Linked DNA regions of Sus scrofa: region 2 is linked to region 1. A link is a contact called in public Hi-C data. All regions are on one chromosome and are shown on one strand. Each heading gives the region's core, a stretch centred on a gene start, on an enhancer-like site or on the middle of the called end of the contact. The rest is flanking DNA. Distances are from core to core; before and after follow the strand shown. Region 1 holds the start of DAAM1 (disheveled-associated activator of morphogenesis 1). Region 2 holds the start of JKAMP (JNK1/MAPK8-associated membrane protein).

Region 1 (4,638 bases), core at 1,131-3,630:
TGTGTGAGAGAGAGAGAGAGAGAGAGAGAGAGAGAGAGAGAGAGAGAGAGAGAGGGAGAGAGGGAGGGAGAGAAGTGTGTTCCCTTCAGTCTCCATAGATGTTGTTAAGCTTCCTCTAGTCCCAGGACCACAGACTGCATTTCTGGTGCTGAAGAGCCATCTTTGTTTCTCCTGGTTACCAATGAAAATAGTGTGCAGGGATAAGCTCAAATCCATCGCACATAGCAAAATGCTTCCAAACGATGCCTATCTTTCAATATTTATTATCTATATTTATATCTATTTAGTAGGAAGAACAGCTTCACATGTGTACATCTGCTCATTTCTGTGCTTGTTATCTATTGTGTATGATGTCCTTTATATATGGACATGTAACATGGCACATCCCTATAATATTAATTGCTACAGAGAATGGAATTTTTTCTTTAGGCAGACTTCATCCTCTCCTTCATTACTGAAGACTCAAGAGAACTTGCTCTAAGGTGATTTATTCTATAAACTTACTCCTCAGAGTGTACCACAATAATATAATATACTTTTATCTGTAAGTCTAAATCCTGACTTATAAAGAATCTCCACATCCAATTGGACTCAATACATTTCAGGCGCACTGATTGTATTTCCCTCTAAAAGCTCTACAAAGTTACAGAACTGGAAGAGCTTTTAGATTCACCCCAGGTCAAGTTTCTTTCTGAATCTTTTCCCACAATGAACTGCAATGCATTAAGTCTACCCATTAGCTAGAATATCACTGATTGTACTCTTGATCTGTTGGCCAATGGAACATTTGTATTGTCTAGGTTCCACTTAAGACAATATTTGAAATGGATGGAATAGCTCAGAACAGGAGAGCAACATTCAAAGTTATCTTCCCTCAGTGGAGAAAAATGTGTCTGGGCTATAAGGAATTGGCTTGTTAAAAGAAAAAGCAGAATTCAGTAGTAAAATCCCTCTCAGCAAACAAAGCCTTTCCTTCTTTCCTGAGATCTTCAACTAGATCCATGAATATTTTTCTCTTGAACCCCAGTTATTGTTGCAGGATGATATGAGAAATAAGAAGACTTTCACCAACAATTAGGTGGAGAGTTGTTTGAAATCTTAATTGTGAACTTTCTTTTCATGAGAGGTAGTCTCTAGAGATTTTGCTTGTAGAAATAAGGGTGTGAGCTGATCCTTATATGTGATTACGACATCGAATGCCATTATAATTTACCTTTACAACTGGAATAACTAGACGTAAAGATTTTTTTTTTCATTTAGAAACACATCAAGAGATTTACCAGTGTTAATTTTTTATAATGTTTGATATTCATTGAATAATGAAAAGTTCCAAGGCAAATTTTTACATATTAAAAATAAAATTTTATTGAAGGTTCAGAATTCTGCTGCACATCTTATCTTTAAATAAACACTTAGGTGTATTAGTATCACAGCAGTTCTTGAACAGCATGATGTTGTTTCGCTTAGGTCATTAAAAAATTTGAAGAGAAAGGTATGCAAGTTGAGAGTGTTGTGTATTTAAAAGTACATGTATACGTATATTTATTTATTAAAACTTTAGGCAAGGATGTTGTCTTCCTGGGAGCCATGAGCGAGCGGGAAGTCTGCTGCAGGGAAGAACAAAAGCATGGCTGCGCGATAGTATTATCTCTGCAGCAGCAGCAGGCTCCCAGACGGAGGGTTGAGGCGACTATCTAGTCTGTTGCACAGCATTTTGATTAGCGACACCCTAGGTTATTCTGTCGGCTCAGGCGACTAAGCTGTTCCCAGAGATCTGGTTGGTCACCCTGACTCCGTTAAATGGGAGAAGGAAAGAGAAGACCGAGAGGTGATTTGTACCAAGTGGGGCACAGGGGCATTTCTGTCCTTCAGGGTCCGCGTCCGCCTTCCTCTGGGTCGTGGGGTAATTCCTCGACTGCGTTTAACCCAATTAATTAGTTGCTACGCCTAGGGGAGGCAGTGAAGGGCTTAATCTTCTCTTTTCGGCCGGGGCCAACGGAACCAGGTTGCTCAGAGCTGCGGGGCTAGTGCGCACTAGTCCCGGACCCCTCTGGTTCCTCGGAGCCCGCATGGGGCCGAGTGGAGGTCAAGTCAAAGAGCACGACCTAAGGATACCACTTCCCCTCCCACCCGCAACCCCTGCTCCCAACCCGCTGCGTCCTCAGCTCAGCTTCTGAACTACCCGGACTAACACTGCAAGGCTGGAGGGCGGGTCGGGGGGGGGCGGGTCGAGGCGGGGGCGGGGTTAGGGGCGTGGACGAAGAGGCCGGGAGTGTGTCGGGAAGTGTAGTTCCAAGAACCCTGGTATCGCACTTACCCGGGCTCTGCCTGTGGAACACGAACTACAACTCCCAGAAGCGACCCGGGAGTCCATGCGCAGTGGGCGCCACATTGTATCCTATCAGGCGAGGAGAGGGTGATGTCACCTGCGAGTTGGTAACCTACGAGCGGCTGTGAAGGAAACTGTTTAAGGGAGCCCATTGTACCCGAAGCTCAGAACCGCCTTTTCAGAATGCTGGGGCTGCTCAGGTAAGGGGGACGTGCCGCGTCGCTCGCTGCACTCATTCATTAAGTGGCACCGCGCGGTGGCGTGGGGTTGGGCTCGCTGTTTCGGGCCCGGCGCTGGGTTCGCGGCGCGCCCTCCCGTTGCCTCCCCGGAGCTCCCGGGCCAGTAGGTAAATATTAAACCCGTCCTTCAGGTTGGGTCTGGGTGGGAACAGGACCTAGACAGCTTCCAGCTGCCAAGCTCGGTTTGGGAAAATGGCTGCAAGCGCGGCACAAAGCAAAGCGAGACTGGAGAAAGGCGCCCCCGAGGACGCGGGTGCCTCCCTTCTTTCTTTCTGAGGCGCTCAGATGCCAAGAGAGCCGGCGGGGTACCACTCGCCGCCTTGCTGCTGACACCCTGGGGCTGGGGCGCTGGGGGTCGTGGCCCCAGCTGGGTGCTGTGGACATTGCTGCTGTCGGGAGCTGCTGCCCGGTGAGGCTCCGGGAGGGGAGAATCCCAAGGCAGGCTAGGTGGACTCAGAGGTGGCGACAGAGGAGGAGAGACTCATTTACTCATCCCAGCAGAACCCCTACCATCCCGGGCACCCTAATCTCAAGACTCATTCGAAAGGGATGAAGTGACTGTAATTTAGGTAAAGTTGGGAGCTAAATATCTCAAACGAGAGACTAGAGGGAAACCGCGTTGCGGAAAGAGCGAGGGGTGTTGTCGGACAGCGGCGAGGGGAGGCTGCGCAGCCTGCTGACTGGTTTCCAAGCGCCGCAGAGCACTCCCGCCTCGCATCCCTCTGGGTAGGGGGCATCTTGATGCCCGTTGCACTGATGGTTCCCTCGACAAATAACACCTGAGCTGGTACGAAGCGTCTGCCTGGAGCGCTGGGCTAGGAGGTGGAAAAGCGGTGCGGAGTGTGGAATAATCTAACGATAAGACTCGCAGTGGGGCAAGAGCGGTGGATAATCGGTTTTCCCAGCTGGTGGTGAAAATCCAAATGCTTGTGATCCTCTTGCTCTCCGACCGGGCACCTGAGCGAGGCCGGTGAAGTCCTCTGGATTTCCCTTTCCCAGCCCCCTTATTCTTTCCCTTACTCACTCATTCATCAAATCTTTGCTAAAGGCTCTGTTCTCAAGTTGCTCACAGCCTGTGGTTGGAGTGTTCTGTCTCTTGCTGCCATGAAATATTTCACTGGGCCCAGAAATAGAATACACTCCAATCCTGGTTCCCCATCTCCCACCCCCCCATCTCCACCTACGCAGGAAAGCGTCAAGAAAGAACGCCACGCGTGGCCGTTTTGCCCTCGTTGAACTGGTAGTTTCTTGAGGCTCGAGAAGGACCTAGTGAATTGAAGCGGAGTTTGCCTGCAAGACAAATCCCGTTGCCATGGCGACTCCTGCCGTCGGAATCTTAACTGCTCCCACTGCTGTTTCAATTCGATGTGGCTCTGCGGGCAGCTGGGAGGGCGTGGCCAGTGGGTGTGGTCAGATGCTCTTCCTGGGCCCAGCTGCTCTCTCCTAGTCACCGGTTTCTCAGCCCAGGGCTCTGAACATTCTCTTGTAAATAGCTTGGACAGAGTTTTTAGACCCCTTTCCCTCTCGCCTACATGTACTTGGTCTCTCCAACCCCCCTCCCCAGAAAAAAACTATTAAGAGCCCTTTTCCTAAGGCAAACTCAGAAAATTGCAGTCGAAAGATCTTTTCCCCCTTTCAGGCTACCTGCATTTTCCTAATAGTGTTGGAGGCAGCGTTCTCAAGGAGGGAATTCTCTGTTACACGTGAAAAGAGCTCCCTGGTCATTAATGAAGGCCCTCAGTTTGCCTTAGATGCAATTCACAGGAGGGTTTTAGGGACAAATAATAACTGACCTTGAGTTCTGGAAGTCACTGCCATCCCTTGTGGTTTTCATGAAATCTAAAAACCTGCCTAGAGGATGCAGGTCCTTGAGAGGTTTAGCATCTGGGAAGCCTGGGTCCTGCACAGGCTTTGTTCTTACTGGCTACCACAGTCTGTCTGGGAAGAGCCCTCTGCTTCTAGGGACCATGGTCTTGGTAATGGGAGAGGGGCACAGAAGTTTTCCTAAAGCTGATTTTAGGTCTAAAATCTTAACTCTAAGAAGGAGTTGTTCATTGTCTTATTTTTCTC
Region 2 (4,638 bases), core at 541-3,040, 260 kb after region 1:
CCCCAAAGTGGTATTCTTTATCAACTTGTGTGATTCAGCAGCCTGAGGTTGCTATAAGACTCAAATGCCTGGGCTAACACTGCATCATTCATAGCAGTCATAATCAGGCTAATCTGGAATTCAAATCCAAGAGGAAGATCAAGATCAAATTAACAGAAGGATGTGCATGGCCTGAAGACTCTGGAGAAAAGGAATGATACCCCTATTCCTGGACTAAATCAGCTTCCAGCTCACTTCAGTCAGACTACTAACGCATCCTCAGTGACAGAATTCAGCCTTTACTCATAGAATTTGTAGGAATCTCCCTCTTTGTAAGGATTACAGGCATAGACACTCCATTTCACATGACATTCAGGCTCTGTACCACAGAAACCACCAAAACCTTTGAAAGGCTCTGCACACCTAGAGAACTAGCAACCCTAAATATTCTGCAGTCTTTCTGTCTCTAAGAAAATATATATTTTTTAAAATTCTAAGTTCCTTGTATATACTCTCATTAAACCCTCACAAAAAAAACCTCAGTGAGTTAACAAACGAGGACACAACAGGCACAGAGAAGTAATTTGACAAAGGCTGACAACTTTAAGGAGGTATAAGGATTTGGACCCAGGCAACGTCTGTTTCTATTCTAAAGGCAACGTCCATATCTTCTTGAAAAGATTTGATTCTTTAATTCTTCCCTTAAGAAGTGGGCAAAACACTTTTTGCAGACGAGTTTTAGTAACTTGTGTCTACTAACTTGTCTGGGGGTAATAACATGTTAGCAAGCAAATTCTGAGCCAGCTTGGAGCCCCGGTAGGTCGGCTGTTTTTTGTACTTTCCTTGACCCTAGTGGACCTTGCTTCATCCAACTGTGAAATCTCTAGGAATGTCTGACGAGTGGGGAACTAGGCGCTGAGTAAGGGAAACACGGAATTCTGCACTCCTCAAGGCTCTCCCCAAACCACAGGTGGACAGATCTGCAGGATAATCAAATTGCATGCACTACACAAATTCGCAAGGCTAAGATGCTGTCACACATTTGCAGTGATTTAGGATTACCTTCTTACTGATTGCAAAGGCTTGTGGAGTGGGTTAGTTGTGCTGCGTGCGTGAGTTCCAGCCTAGAGAGAGTTAATGTAATTAGTTGGGTCCAGGGCTGCAGGGCTGGAAGAGTCCTACGGGTTACCTGTGGCCAGCGCAAAGGCTGGGACGCTGTGGAAGCGCACCGGGCCGCGACTGCGGCCGCCCTCGCACTCCACGAAGGCGGTCACCAGCCCGCACGGGCAGTGGATGTTGACGAGGGCCTCGCGGGCGCCGGTCGGGGGCGCCGACACGAGGCCATAGTCGAGCGCGAAGCGGCCCAGCGCCAGCACTGCGTGGCCACACATGGAGCTGTAGCCCTCGTTGTGCAGAAACAGGACGCCTAGGTGCGCTTCCGGCAGCTCGCTGGGCACCAGCACAGCTCCGTACATGTCCCTGTGCCCCCGGGGTTCAAACATAAGCCGTCGCCGCACGTAGTCAAGGTGCTGGCGCATGTAGCGCCGCTTGGCCAGCAGTGTGGGTCCAGCCACCTCCGGACACCCCGCTAGCACGATTCGCAGGGGTTCGCCGCCCGTGTGCATGTCCACAACGGACAGCGCCGGCGTCCCCGGGTCGTGCGGAGGCAGCTGAGCCACCGGCAGCCTGCTTGCCATTGTCGTCGACCGGGAGATCAACCACTACGCGACCACCGGCGCTTTAAGCCGCAGGCCCACTCGCGTCGTCCGCGCCAGGGGGGGCGGGGCCACGGAGCTTATACCAGGAAGCGCGAGGCGGGGCGGGGCTTCGGGACGGTCACCGGGTTACCAGGAGGCGGGGCCGCCGAGGCGGCTTTGGCCCGGATGTCCGGGCGCTGTGGCGGGGTTGGCTGATCCCGGAGCTTCTCCCGGGAAACCTACAAGCTGCCGATGGGTGAGTGGTCGCCGAGGTCCTGGGAAGCGTTTCATCCTAGTCCCTGCTTCTTCCCTATGCTGCCAGCTCTGGGCTCGGCCCCAGCGGGTGGCCTCCGAATAGCAGCGAATCTTTGTCCCTTGTTTCCACCCGCTGTCGGCTGGGCCGAGGTGGGATGGGGATGGGCTGCGCTGCTCACTAGCCGCAGAGGGGAGACCGACTGCAGAGGGAGAACGGCTGCCTACTGCAGGGGAAAGGCCAGACCTTTGTTGTTTGTTCAGAATGTCACTTCAGCCCCTCTGTTTCAGTCCCTTTGTTTAACATTCCTGTGGGTTGACTCGACATTTAAAGCAAGGGCGTAAGTAAGTGCAGGAAAACAGTAAAGGAAGCAGAAACTAATTGCTGCATAACTGTTGTGTCCTGCTTCAGCATCTAACGTAAGTTTTTAGGGCCCTTCACAAAGAAGCAAGACGGTTGCAAAAAAAGTCCTTTAGACCTCCTTTAATAAGGGAAATGAAAGGAAAAAATGAGCGGACCCTGGGAGCCAGGGGTTTTTTTGGTCGATGATAAGCTGTTGCTTTCAGTTTATCATACCGGTTTTCAGGCTTTGGATTTGGGAAACTTTAGATTGTTTACACCCAGATGCATTTATTAAGCATCTACTAGGTGCAAAACCAGTATAGAAGAAGTTTCCAATTCTTAACTTCTGCTGTCTTGGAAAATCTGAAACAACTCGTTTCCATCTATAAGTTTAGAACCTTATGATTACACTTGGTGTATTACGATTGATTTAAAAATAAGTTTTAAGTAAAGAAGCCTATGGATTTTTTAAGAAGTCGGCAATTGGCAAAAGTGAAAATATTAAGCTTGAGGCATTTAAGTACTATTTCTGTCTTTCTCAACAGCACACGGAGAAAGAAAGAAAAAGTCTACTTGAACTTGAAAGAAGAAAGGGTATAGTGGATCAGGCAGTCTCTAGATTGTGAATTCATGAAGAATTTCGGAAAGGGTTGTTCAAGAATAGTCATAAAATGCATAATTTCTCAAACTAGCTCACATTTGACCCCATTTGTTTGGGATTTATTCCACACTGGGGTGTAGGTTCTTTGACGGAGTGACTCTGTAGTGTTCCTGTGTGGGTATTTTGTGGTCCCTAACCTGTGGAATCAGACACTTGATGCATGTTTACTGATGAGTGAATCCATGATCAAAGGGAATCAGATGTCACTGATATATTAAAAACAAAAACAAAAACCTTCCTTCAATAACTTCTTCCTGTAGATGAGGTCAATGACAGTTTGTAGGCTCTGAGTTTTTAGGTAAAAAGGAGCCACTTTTTAGGTTCTCCAAGCCTTGACATCAGGGGTTGATTCTAAAGCAGGGGTTCCCAAGTATTGGTCAGAGGCCTACGCCACCTTGACGAAATTGTCACCTGTCCTCCACAAAAATCACCGAAGTTAGGACAATTTACTAAGCTTCTTATGAATGTATTTATTTTAAAGTCCTTACCTATGTTCTGAAATTATGTGTCCCTTCTGCTTTTCTGGTATTAAAATGTGTTCTATCACGAAGAAAGGTGATAATAGATTTCGTGTGTGTGTGTTTGTCTGTGTCAACTTAATGTCCTGACTGTGCAGAATAAAAAGTGGTGATTGATAAGTCCTTTAGTTTTAAAAAAGGGAAATTCTAGACCATCTAATCAAGGGCAGTGGCTGGCTGGAGCCACTGGAGACCAACCAAGGTAGGCTTTGAGTTCTGAGGACAGAGTGTGCTCTGCTGTTTGGGGACCTTAATTTTTAGGAACAATATTAGCTACAAGGTTCCATATGACTTTCTGCAGTGTCACAGGGTAAAAGGAAAAATTTAAATAAATGCATCAAGACTTTTGTCTAATACATATTTTTAAATTGAAACTGTCTTGAGATACTTCGGCCAAATTTTCAGCTATTACTGATTTATTTTTTATAATCACAAGAGATGTTACTATACTGGCATTTGTTTTTAAAAAGCTGTCGATATTCAACCAGCATGCCTTGGACTTTATTGTGGGAAGACCCTGTTATTTAAAAATGGCTCAACAGAAATATATGGAGAATGTGGGGTAAGTGAACATTTATATATTATTTCATTTGTGAAACCTTTTTGCTTCTGAAATATTGTCATGTAGAAACTGTTTTCTTCAATGTACTCAACTTAGAATATGGAGGCATTAATAAAATCCTTATTTGTGTTGTTATATTGGTTGTGTATAATACATCTTCTGACAGTCACAATTACTATTTTTTAATTTGATAATTTTATAATAATTTCTAATGAACTTTTCATTAATATAGTACAGTGACTTGGACTGTAAGTTAACATTTACAACTCCAGAGCATTTCTCTGCAGTTACTTTCATTGTGTGAATAACTAGGTTTTTGTTGTTCAACCATTTTGGTGACTTAATAAAGAGAGTCATTTAAGGGCATTATACAGATATAGCAAATACAGTGTAGATTGCTTTTTATTTTACTTATACTCTCTCTTAGATGCACATGTAAATAGAAGTTTAAATTGAAGTGGGATGTCAGTGAATGATTTGTGGGGGAGGCGTTAAGGTTCTAAAATAATATCTGTACATAAAATACTGTTCTTATATATTGTAGGTATGTCCAAGAGGACAGAGAACAAATGCACAGAAATATTGTCAGCCTTGCACAGAGTCTCCAGAACTGTATGACTGGCTCT

The links. A called contact is a pair of places that touch in the nucleus more often than the background predicts.
Region 2: a contact with region 1 is called in a Hi-C map of liver, with 2.3 times the contacts expected there. The contact joins the promoter of JKAMP here to the promoter of DAAM1 in region 1. A contact is called at or near these places in 1 of 5 promoter capture datasets (fetal liver), 2 of 47 Hi-C or Micro-C datasets (heart right ventricle and liver) and 2 of 2 datasets of contacts at active chromatin or transcription factors (alveolar macrophages and skeletal muscle).

Annotation. Positions count from the first base shown.
Region 1 is chr1:188,332,955-188,337,592 of Sscrofa11.1, forward strand. DAAM1 (disheveled-associated activator of morphogenesis 1) reads left to right here and starts at 2,381. Exons shown (of 25, transcript XM_021102694.1): 1 at 2,381-2,529.
Region 2 is chr1:188,596,666-188,601,303 of Sscrofa11.1, forward strand. It overlaps JKAMP (JNK1/MAPK8-associated membrane protein), which reads left to right and starts at 1,791. Exons shown (of 7, transcript XM_021102711.1): 1 at 1,791-1,932; 2 at 3,921-4,012; 3 at 4,557-4,638. The coding sequence starts at 1,929. All of the region lies in intron 4 of L3HYPDH (trans-3-hydroxy-L-proline dehydratase), which reads right to left.